Linked DNA regions of Mus musculus: regions 1 and 3 are each linked to region 2. Evidence: chromatin contacts called from public Hi-C and promoter capture Hi-C data. All regions are on one chromosome and are shown on one strand. Each heading gives the region's core, a stretch centred on a gene start, on an enhancer-like site or on the middle of the called end of the contact. The rest is flanking DNA. Distances are from core to core; before and after follow the strand shown. Region 1 holds the start of Tnk1 (tyrosine kinase, non-receptor, 1). Region 2 holds the start of Asgr1 (asialoglycoprotein receptor 1). Region 3 has its middle 21 kb from the start of Slc16a11.

What was found. Hi-C and Micro-C count contacts between places; a contact is called where the count stands out from the background. Capture Hi-C pulls out chosen DNA fragments and counts their contacts.
Region 1: a promoter capture Hi-C map of adipose tissue shows a contact between it and region 2. The contact joins the promoter of Tnk1 here to the promoter of Asgr1 in region 2. A contact is called at or near these places in 2 of 115 datasets of contacts at active chromatin or transcription factors (double positive thymocytes and embryonic stem cells) and 1 of 9 other capture datasets (adipose tissue).
Region 3: a contact with region 2 is called in a Hi-C map of bone marrow-derived macrophages, with 85 read pairs. The contact joins the enhancer-like site here to the promoter of Asgr1 in region 2. A contact is called at or near these places in 21 of 39 promoter capture datasets (the 3T3-L1 cell line, HPC-7-derived erythroid cells, cranial neural crest and 14 more), 6 of 15 datasets of contacts at CTCF or cohesin (the G1E-ER4 cell line, the NIH/3T3 cell line, embryonic stem cells and 3 more), 163 of 484 Hi-C or Micro-C datasets (the 63-12 cell line, the AML12 cell line, the AtT-20 cell line and 89 more), 26 of 115 datasets of contacts at active chromatin or transcription factors (CD4 single positive thymocytes, PVALB interneurons, a beta-TC-6 cell line and 18 more) and 5 of 9 other capture datasets (adipose tissue, embryonic stem cells, embryonic tail and 2 more).

The regions. Positions count from the first base shown.
Region 1 is chr11:69,856,826-69,860,487 of GRCm38.p6, forward strand. Tnk1 (tyrosine kinase, non-receptor, 1) reads right to left here and starts at 1,905. Exons shown (of 14, transcript NM_031880.3): 1 at 1,882-1,905; 2 at 1,580-1,684; 3 at 87-300. The coding sequence starts at 249. Gm32708 (a long non-coding RNA gene) reads left to right here and starts at 1,791. Exons shown (of 5, transcript XR_879975.3): 1 at 1,791-2,058; 2 at 3,091-3,201.
Region 2 is chr11:70,052,607-70,055,908 of GRCm38.p6, forward strand. Asgr1 (asialoglycoprotein receptor 1) reads left to right here and starts at 1,749. Exons shown (of 9, transcript NM_009714.3): 1 at 1,749-1,882; 2 at 2,275-2,360. The coding sequence starts at 2,294.
Region 3 is chr11:70,191,025-70,194,337 of GRCm38.p6, forward strand. No RefSeq gene overlaps it. Among named protein-coding and RNA genes, the nearest start is that of Slc16a11, 21 kb to the right of the region's middle. Within about 2 kb of position 1,292, at least 50 of the 459 cell types and tissues checked have an H3K27ac peak or open chromatin away from gene starts, as enhancers often do. A contact at or near this core is called in the 63-12 cell line, CD8 T cells, the HL-1 cell line and 7 more, where this site is marked.

The DNA of each region.
Region 1 (3,662 bases), core at 655-3,154, 200 kb before region 2:
AACAGTCAAGCCTGAAGTGTGGGGGAGCAGGGCCAGCATCTGGTAGGCTGGGGAAGCTACAGGGCCGTAAGGCAGAGGTTCCTCACCAGGCCTGCCCATGCCTATGTTGTCCAGGTCCTCAGGCCTTACAAAGTCAAAATGTTCTGGCCGAGTGACGTTGAGTTCCTCAAGGATGGGCCGGTAAAACTGGGCCAGTTGAACATCCCGGAGTAGCCGAAGGAGCCACAGGGAACTGGCTTCAGGGAGCATGTCTGGGGTCAGATGTCTCAGGAGGATGGCCGACTGCTTTAAATGGATGGCCTAGGGCAAGCACCAAAGACAGAGACAGAATCTCAACTGCCACCCTAACACAGCAGAAATGCCCAGGGATGCAAGATATCCAACCTTCCTAATGCTGTGACACTTTAATATAGTTCTTCATGTTGTGATGACCCTCAACCATAAAATTAGTTTCATTGCTACTTCATAGCTGCAATTCTGTTGGTTAAGAATCATAATGAGAGCCGGGCGTGGTGGTGCACGCCTTTAACTCGGGAGGCAGAGGCAGGTGGATTTCTGAGTTCGAGGCCAGCCTGGTCTACAAAGTGAGTTCCAGGACAGCCAGGGCTATCCAGAGAAACTCTGTCTCGAAAACAAACAAACAAACAAACAAACAAACAAAAAAACCAAAAAAGTTTTAAAAATCATAATGAAAATATTTTTGGAGACAGGGATTTGTCAGGAGAGTTGTGACCCAAAGGTTGAAAACCATTGCTTTGACCCTATGGCTTACTGCCCTTGAACTCCAGACCCTCAAATACTGTGCCCATTTAGTTCCCAGCACACATTGACTCGTATACAACTGAAACATATCCCCTCTTCATATATGAGACATTTTGCCTACCATATACAAACTAGAGATGCCCTGTTATGCTAACACACCATACCTCAGGAACATAGGTATACTAGGTGCAGTGCCTCCCACCCACTACCACCTCTCTCTCTCTCTCTCTCTCACACACACACACACACACACACTGAGACCTACAGATATACTACAAAACATGCCTAAGACAATCAGAACATGTCGCCTCAAGTCCAAGATATTCCCATACTCTGCCACAAAAAGCAGGCATACTGCAACACGCCCTCACACAGGTGTACTTGAGACACAACGCTTCTCTGCCTCCACAAGTCAAAGATACCTAGATATATCACCACCCATCTGAAACTCCAAGGATCACATAAACAAACACACATAATGAGGACACACTACCACGTCACCCCAGTAATGCCCATGGTCATGGCTTCTTAAACACCCGAGGCAGCAACACTGAAAATTAAACAGATATCAGGGCTGGGCTGTTAATCGAAGGCTAAGCCGAGAGCCAAACTTAAGATACTGTTCGCAAAGCCGCCTAGACTGCTAGGTGTGTGGTCCTTCCACACCCACTTGAGCTCAGTTCCAGGTACAGTGCCCAGGTGTTCTCCTGCGTCATTCAGCCTAAGTCAGCTACCAAACAGTCCCACCAGCCATTATTAAATAAGGCTCTAGGCCTCTGGGTCCGGGCTGCCTGCCCAAAGACTCTCTTTTACACACCTGTCTCTCTGTAGTTATACCACGAGGAAGTCCTAGATCGGAGGTCTGAGGTGGGAGGTGGAGGTGGGGAGCGTGGGGAGTTGGTCACCCCAGGCGGCCTGAGAACTGAGAGCAGAAGAAAGTTCAAATCCAAAAAGGCCCTGTGTTGCACCACAGATAGGAAGGGAGGAGCGGGGAGAAAGCAGCCAAGAAGAAATCCTGAGAGGGAAGGGAAGGATCCGGGAAAAGGGATCCAGCGACGCACCCCAAAGGGAGCCCGCTGGTCCCAGGCCCGGGCGCCCCTGCTAGGTGTGGACTCTCACCTGGCGAAGGCGGAAGAGGCAGCTACGGGGGCCGCCCAAGTGGCGGGCATTAAATCCTAAAAAGGGCGGGACCCCAGGCTGTGGAGGGCGGATCCTGGAAGCTGGCCCTGAACAATCGAGGACCAATTAATTCCCTGGTGACACTTTGTGGCGGAGCTCCTCCCACTTGTAGGACAGGTGAGCCTCTAGGCCGTGGTTAACCTTCCTTCCGCTTGCCTTGCCTTTCTTCACAGTCTTGGCAGTCTTCCTCACTCTCCCTAGATCTCTTCCTCCCGGCCCTGTCCCATATGCTGTTCTTCCCCAAATCCTTCACCGAAACAGTAGCATCTTGTAGTTCTCTGCCCAGGTATGGAACTGTAGGTTAATCAGGAAATAGTCACTGCCTTTAGGAGAAAGGCTCTAACAGGCATTTTGTGTCCCTGGAAGGGAATCGAAAAGGCACAGGATGCTTTAGGATGGAGCCAGGCGCTGTTACCGACATCAGTTTTGGTCCTAGACAGTCAAGAAGTGAGGCACTTCTATAACTCAGCCCCCCAACCCCAACCCGAGCCTATGTCTGTGTGCCTGCATGGACAGAGGCCAGGAGAGAGTGCTGGATCCCCTGAAACTGGAGTTAAAAGTGGGTGTGAGCCACCAGAGTAGGTGCTGGGAACTGAGTACTCTCTGAAGAGCAGCAAGTATCCCTAAGTGCTGAGCCATCTCTCCAGTCCCAAACCCACTTCTTTGAGATTTTGCAGCCCATGCTTGTACTTGCAGATATCTGCCTGTTTTTGCCTCCCTAGTACTGGGTTGAAAGTTGTAAGCCCTGTTGGAGAGTTGGTTAAGAGCACTCTTCCAGAGGTCCAGAGTTCAATTTTCAGCAACCACATGGTGGCTCACAACCATCTGTAATGAGATCTGATGCCCTCTTCTGGTGTGCACTCATAAATAAATAAATAAATAAATAAGTAAATAAATAAATAGTGTGAAAAAATGCTTGATGAATTTTGGGGGCTGGTGAGAAGGCTCAGCGGTTAAGAGCACTCCAAAGGTCCTGAGTTCAAATTCCAGCCACCACATGGTGGCTCACAACCATCTGTACAGCTACAGTGTACTCATATACATAAAATGAATAAATAAATATTGGAAAAAAAGAAAAGTGGATCTCTGGGATCCTGGAGAGTGCTTCAAGGAGAGTCATTCTTTCTCCCTTTTATTCTGAGGTCCCAGAGAGGAAGCTTCAAGGCTTCGGTCCAAGGAAGAATGCATGCATGAACACGGCAGCCGCCATTCCTTCACCTCTGTTTATCGAGCAACATGTGGATGTTCCAGCATTCCTGGGTAAATCACACTGCAATTCTACACATATGATTTCCTACCCCTTCTCTGATCCACCAAGTAGACACGCTATTAATTGTTCCCCCTACGTCTGTCATTCTTATTACACTGTGGGCTCTGCAGGGTAGGAAACCGGCCTGTCTCCTCCTGTTGGTGTTTTAAGTCCCAGAACAGTGTAGGCATGTAGTAGGTGCGATGTACGTTAGTTGTAAAGCAATCTGTCAGTCCAATCTGATCTGATGATGTCTGTGCATGATCTGTCATTATTCCCTGCTTTTAAAATAGCACTGGTATTTCTTTGTTTTCTTGCGTAGTTCTTAGATAATGATCTTTCTCTATTTGTTATATGCACTGCTATATTTCCTCTGTGAATTCAGAATTTTTACCAGATTTGGAGAATTCTCAGCAGTATCTCTTCTTATTGCCTACTAAATGCTATAATTACATACCTAGTCTGCTTTTCT
Region 2 (3,302 bases), core at 499-2,998:
AGCCTTAGTCCAGTCTTTCAACAAACACAGCACTGACTGAGATCATGGTTGTGTCCTCAGGAGAGATTATTCTGAGTCAGAACCAATGGTCGAAGCCGCACTTTAACCTTTACAGTGGAGATGGTCTGTGTTTATTGTTTAAGTTGCTAAGTTGTGGGGTACTTACTTTGTGGTAAATGACTGGTACACATATCCAATGGGATATATATATACATATGTATATATACTATGTTATATGTTATATATTATACTTATACATAGTATATGTATAATATATATTATAAAATGTATCTCTCTAAATAGAAATCTATTGAAAAGGGATGAAAAACTACACACACACTCATTCATACATCCACAATCCACACTTAACATTTATTCAAGCATGTGTGTTAACATTAGTCCAGTACTGCTCTCTGATCCATGAGCTTAGGGCATGGCTCTCAGGTATGAACTGTATTTCAAAATGCCTTCTTCCAGGACAATATGCAAATAGAAAGATGCAAAAATCCTGAGTTTACAGCATTTTCCAGTTTTACAAGCTAGGGCTGAGGTCTCTCTAGCACTGAGAGAGCAAGAGGCTCGGTGCCCCCTGCTAGTCCCTACCTCTATGAGTAGAGCTACTATTCAGACTGGATCTGTATCTGTTTGCTTGCCAGAATAAACTAGATTGTAAGTGGCAAAATCAGAGAGTGTTAAATTAATGGCCCAATTTTCACCAAAATCGCTGGCAGCAAGCCCGGTTCATGTAAACATGCGGATTTTTAGGACACAGACAAGCAAGGACGCACAGAGTAGTTGGATTTATGTAAGCGGCACCTTCCTGAATAGCTCACAGGCTCTAGACGGCCACAGAGGCCACTCCTCACTGTGGAGCCTAACAGGAGGAGGATTATATGTTGAATATTGCTCTTGTCCCAAGCCTGAGTTCTGACAGGCCTCTCTGAAGCTCTCAGGACCATGAGGGGCCATGTTTAAGCCTCTCTGGGGATTTGGGGACCTGGTGCGTGGGACAGCTAAGGATCCCATTCTGAGTGAGGTGCTGGAGGCAGCACACAGGTCACTGAGTTGGGCTGCCCGGGTGTTAGTCTGTGCTCTTCTGTGTAGTATGGCTTTGAGAAGCCCTTGTCTTCCAGAGCCTCAGCTTTCTTGCCTGCAGAATGGGTTGTTCTCTGGGGATGAGAAAGGTTGAAGTCCTGGGGCATATGGTAGAATCAGTGATTTCTTGGCCCTGATCCTAGAGGGGAGCTGCTCCTCCTGTTACCACTGCGCTGCTTGGAGGACTACCATAGAGTGAGTCAGTCAGGTTAGGGCTGAGGAGCCTGGAGCTGAGACCCCAGGAATCTACAGCTTGCAATTATAACACTGAGGTCACAGGGCAGGATTGGGCAAGAGCGGGGAATCAGTTGGTGCCTCTGATCCTGGTCAGGGATATTTGGAGATACGGACAATTCTGGGAAATTCAGGACCGAAAGGGGGAGGGCTCTGAGGGCAAGCAGCAAACTGTTCCCTAGCCTTTTAAGGCCTGTCTCACCCACAAAAAGGTAACAAGTATTGAACATGCGGAAGTGCATGCGTAGATGTGTGTGCCTCTGTGTGTGTGTGTGTGTGTGTGTGTGTAGACTCCCCTTTTCTGAGAAATAGAATAGAGGTCACCCATGCCTTCTTTCCTCCCCTATACCTCCCCAGTTCCAAGTCTACTCCTACCTCTGTTTATGGTTCAAAGTCCCGGTGTTGGTGATGCCAGGTTCAGCGTGCTCGGACACACATGGGCCCTGGATGGACCCTGTCCCCTCCCCTCCCATTGCCCAGGGCTCTTCACCTGGTTCTTCAGGCTTCAGCCCCCTCCTTAGCCTGGGCTCTTCGTGGTGCTGAGGGACCTTCAGTAAGTACAGCAGGAGGAGAAGGGATGGGTGACAGCCAAGAGAGAGTGGCTGTATGGGTTCACATGCGCAGTGTGTGTGAATGGGAGAGGAGAGATTTTTCTTAGACAGAATGTAGCCTTGGTTAGTCTGGAATGCACTCTGTAGACCAGGCTGGCCTCGAACCTACAGAGATCCACCAGACTCTGCTTCCTGAATACTGGGATTAAAAGCATGTGTCATCATGTCCAGCTAGAGGATAGATTTTTGGATGTCAGGCTTGGGAGCAGATAGGGTTAGGGGAGACAGAAAGTATGTCCACCTAGTCAGATGTAAAAGGGAACTGGACTTCATCCAGCTCTGAGTCTGTTAGCCTCGGCCTCAGCTCTAAAGGCTCTAAATTTGGCTGTCCTAGGTCCGGATCCAGTGCCATCATGACAAAGGATTATCAAGATTTCCAGCACCTGGACAATGATAATGACCATCATCAACTCCGGAGAGGTGAGAGGTGCTCCCTTTCAGAGAGGCGAGGGGTTCTCCCCTCTGGAGGAGAACATCAGTGGCTCTGTCCCTCCGACTCAGCTCCTGTGTCCTGTGGAGATCCCTAGCTCTGTTCCATACACTCAGAAAACAGTGGCTGCATCACTCTTGCTGGGACATAGGGTACAGGGCATAGTGTTGGCATCCTCAGTGACAGATGTCCAAGCTTCCTCCCAATGTTACCCATTTCTCAAGACCCCAGGCAGAGGGTGGCTCCAAGGTGTGGGGCCTACTGAAGGTCGGGGGCATGAGCTTATTGTCAGCCCCGTCTGAAGTTAGGTCCCTTTCTTCTTCAGTTTCAACAGTGTGTATGTGGAGGTGGAGGTGGGGATGGGAGGTGATCAGGATCAGTTTGACTTAAGGGACCCTTGGAGAGGGGGCTGAGGGTCTCAGCACGGATGAAAGATGAAGCATCTGCTCTCCCTACTTTGTCCTCTGAGCAGGGACTGTCGTGTGCCTGTACAAACAAATACAGAGCTCTTGAGGTATCCCAGGTGGGCAGTGTGCTTTTATGCAGGAAGGAGCACAGGAGGGGAAACGGGGCGGGGGGGGGGGGGCAGGAGGGAAAGCCCGCAGGCCAACCGACAGGACTGAGTGTCATTTTCTCCCTTGGTGGGAGAGGCTCACCTTTTCTCCTTGCATGCAACCAAAGACGCACAGGATTCACGGAAAGAGGAGGAAACCCACCCTTCCCACACTTTGGTGGAGCAATGACTCCCCAGGCGTGGTTCATCGTCTGTAATGACAATATTATGCCACAGGGTGGCAGCAGAGGTCCAGGGCTTCGGGAATGCTAGGGCAGGTCAAAGCTTTGCACTTCTGATAACCCCCTTTCTTCCCTATCTTTAGGTCCTGCAGGGTTGTCCACGGCCCACATTTCTTAATCTATACGGCCCCTCTTAG
Region 3 (3,313 bases), core at 42-2,541, 140 kb after region 2:
TCTTTAAAGGTCATGTCATGTCCATCACTCTTACCAAAGTCAGAGGGAAAGCCAGGCATGGTGGTGGTGCACTTCTTTAATCCCAGCTCTCAGGAGGCAGAGGCAAGAGGATCTCTGAATTAGAGGCCAGCTTGGTCTATATTATGAGCTCCAGGACAGCCAGGACTACATAAAGAGACCCCATCTCAGGAAAAAAAAAAGGGGGGGGGTGGCAAAGAAAAATTACGTTTCATACAGTCTGAGTTTTCCTATTTGATGCTCACACTAGCTTCCGTGCCTGGAGTTGGAAGCCGGTTCTCCCGACTTTGTAACAGCCAGACCATGCCTTTTATGAATGTCAGCATAGGAAGCAATGAGTCACACTCTGGATCTTCCATTTAGAACCAGAGGAGGCCCCACTCCTCTAAGCAGAAGTGATCCACTGCACGCATGCTCACAGCCCTCTCCTTGGCTACCATGGGCATGTGGCCCCACTAGTCCACCAGAGCGAGCCTGCTCACCTTTTTGACAATGACCTCTAGCTCACATTTTCAAGTTTTATTCTATTTACTTATATAATGTGTTTATTTTTATTCTCTCTAAAATTCAAGTCACTAAATTCCACGTGGGCCTCATTCTGCCACTTCTTATTGCTGATTTGTCTTGCCTAGTCTTGTGTGTGTTGTGTGTGTGTGTGTATGGAGAGACAGAGAGAGAGAGTCAGAGACAGAGACACAGAGACAGAGACACAGAGAGAGCATTGTGCGTTTCTGAGCTGTAAACGCTTGGTTCTAGAAATCTGTCTCTTTAAAAGTTGTCAAGAAAGCTTTGATGGAATCTTCCTCCAGAGAGGGCTCATGCTTGCTTCAGCCGGTGCCTGGGACCTGTCCAATCTGGCAGGACCTTACTATAGATGCTCTGCCATGGGTATCTGGGATCTCAGATGTGTCAGATGGGTGGGCCCTGATCTGATTTGGAGTGGGCATTTCCAGTTATGTAGTCACTGCTGTTGCTGCTGCTGCTGCTGTTGCTGTTTTTTGAGATAGTTTCTCTATGTTACCCTGGCTGGCCTGGAACTTATGTGGACCCAGGTGGCCTCAAATTCACTGAGATCCACCTACCACTCCGTCTCCCAAGCGCTGGGGTTAAAGCACGTGTCTCCACACCCGGCACTAGTTCTGAATTTTTATGATATGGCTTGTCTTTCTCTGCCCAGTGGTGGGGATAAGGCAAACAGGTTTCTTTTGCCCACTCTGTAGTCATTTCTGAACTTTCTATCATCAGCCAGCCTCCATCTTGTCTTTCATAAGCCACATGGGAATGCCCTTGGCTCCACTGTGTTCGTGGGCTCTTATGCCCCAGCCTCTGTGGCTTGTGATTCATGCTTTAGACAAAAAAAAAAAAAAAAAAAAAAAAAAAAATCCCACTGCTTTCTTTATAGCTGAGTTGCTAACTTAAACGGCACTTTTCTTTCTTTTTAACCTACCTTAGGTAGTTCTGCAGTAGGAGGGTTCCAAGAAAGTTAGTTGTCCTGTTGTTAGCATAGGGAATTAAAGGTACTGTTTTACGCGTACAGGGCTTGTATTCAGCCATCTTGTAAAATTTTATTAATTCTGCTATTTTATACTATATATATATATATATATATATAGATTAGTTTATGTACCTTATATTTTTATATTTCCTAGGTGTGTAGTCTATAATTATGTATTTTTATACTTACTAGAATTTCTAGAAATTGTTGATGAATAGAAGGTATGTGGAGCATCGTGCTTATTTTTTATTTAAGTTCAGTAGATTTGGTAATTTCTTCTTTTTAAGGAAATTACCTCTATTGATTTAACAAATTTCCTAATAGACCTAGTTTAGTTAGTTCTATTCTTTCTTACTAAAAAATTTCCTTAAAAATTCATTATTTTATTTTATGCGTGTGTCTTGCCTGCATGTATATCTATGGATCACACATGTGTAGTGCCCATGGAGGCAGACGAGGCCGCAGATCCCCTGGCACTGAGCTGGAGTTACAGATGATTATGAGCTGTGAGGTGGGTGCTGGGACTGAACTTGTGTCCTTCCCAAGAGCAACCAGCAGTCTTAGCCACTGCATTCTCTCTCCAGCCCCTTGTTCTTTTAATCAGACCATGGCTGCTGAAACCCATTCAGCACCTCAGAATTTATTGGTTTGGCGCTACATCTAATTTTAAAACAAGTCTTGCTGTTTATCCTTCAACTCCGGTCCTAACTATCAAGGCTGAAGCTGAGGGTACTGGAGGGGGAACCCCAAGGATGACCAGTGTTAATATGATGAAGGATTCTGAGTTGCTGGTTAAGGAATTAGGACTCTGTACTAAGGGCAGAACTGACTACTGAAAAACTCACTTTGTGGCAGTAAAGAGTTTGGACTGTAGAGTCCGGCTGGAGGCCAAGAGACCATTGGGAATGTGGCTGTTGTTGTCTAGGCCAGGAAGAGACACATTATGGTTGCTACATTGTTGCCCATTTCCTGCCTCTGAGGTCAGGTTCTTCCTAATACAACAGTTACTTAAGACTCTGGATGTGTGTGTGTCGGGAGAGGGCAGAGTTGGTCATTTATTATCAGAGAAAACAAATCACGTTAATAATAACAAAAGTCCAGGCATGGTGCCACCTGCTTTTGATCTATCACTGAAAAGCCAGAGGCAGATGGATCTGAGTTCCAGACCAGTCAGGCAAGGAAACAGACGGCCAGGAATGTGCTCTTCTCAGGCCGTCTTTCTTTTCAGCTTCTCTGTGTGTCCTTTCAGGTCCCAGTGGGCAGTTCATACGTGACTCAGCCAAAGTCTGTCTGTCTGTCTGTCTGTCTCTCTTTTATGCAACATGATCCACAATGTTTTCATTCTTACCATCAGTCCCTTAAGTATTTAGGGATCCACCCTACTCCATAACTCCGTACAGTTATGAACTTCAGATGAGGCTGTCTCTGTTTCAGTCCCAGAGCTAGGGCCTGACAGGAACCCCAGCTGTTCTCATCAACCCAGTCCCTGGCGGGTTTAAGCATAGAGATGTGGTAAATTCCTGGCCCTGAGCCAAGGGATACCGGCTGGGAAGGAAGGTATCTTTACCTCTGAGGAGGACACACTAGAAGAAATGCTTTCATGTTCCTTAGCGCATCATTGGTTCCGAATGCTATGTCTGAGACAGCAGCAAGCAATGTAGTGACTAAGAGGGGGAAAGTAGAAACAGTCAGGGTGAAGACTAAACATTTGGGAAAGCTCCTAGTTCCTTAGTTATGACATTGAGCCACTGACAAGCAAACGGCTGTATTTCTGAACTTGGCTTGACTGTTTGTGTGTGT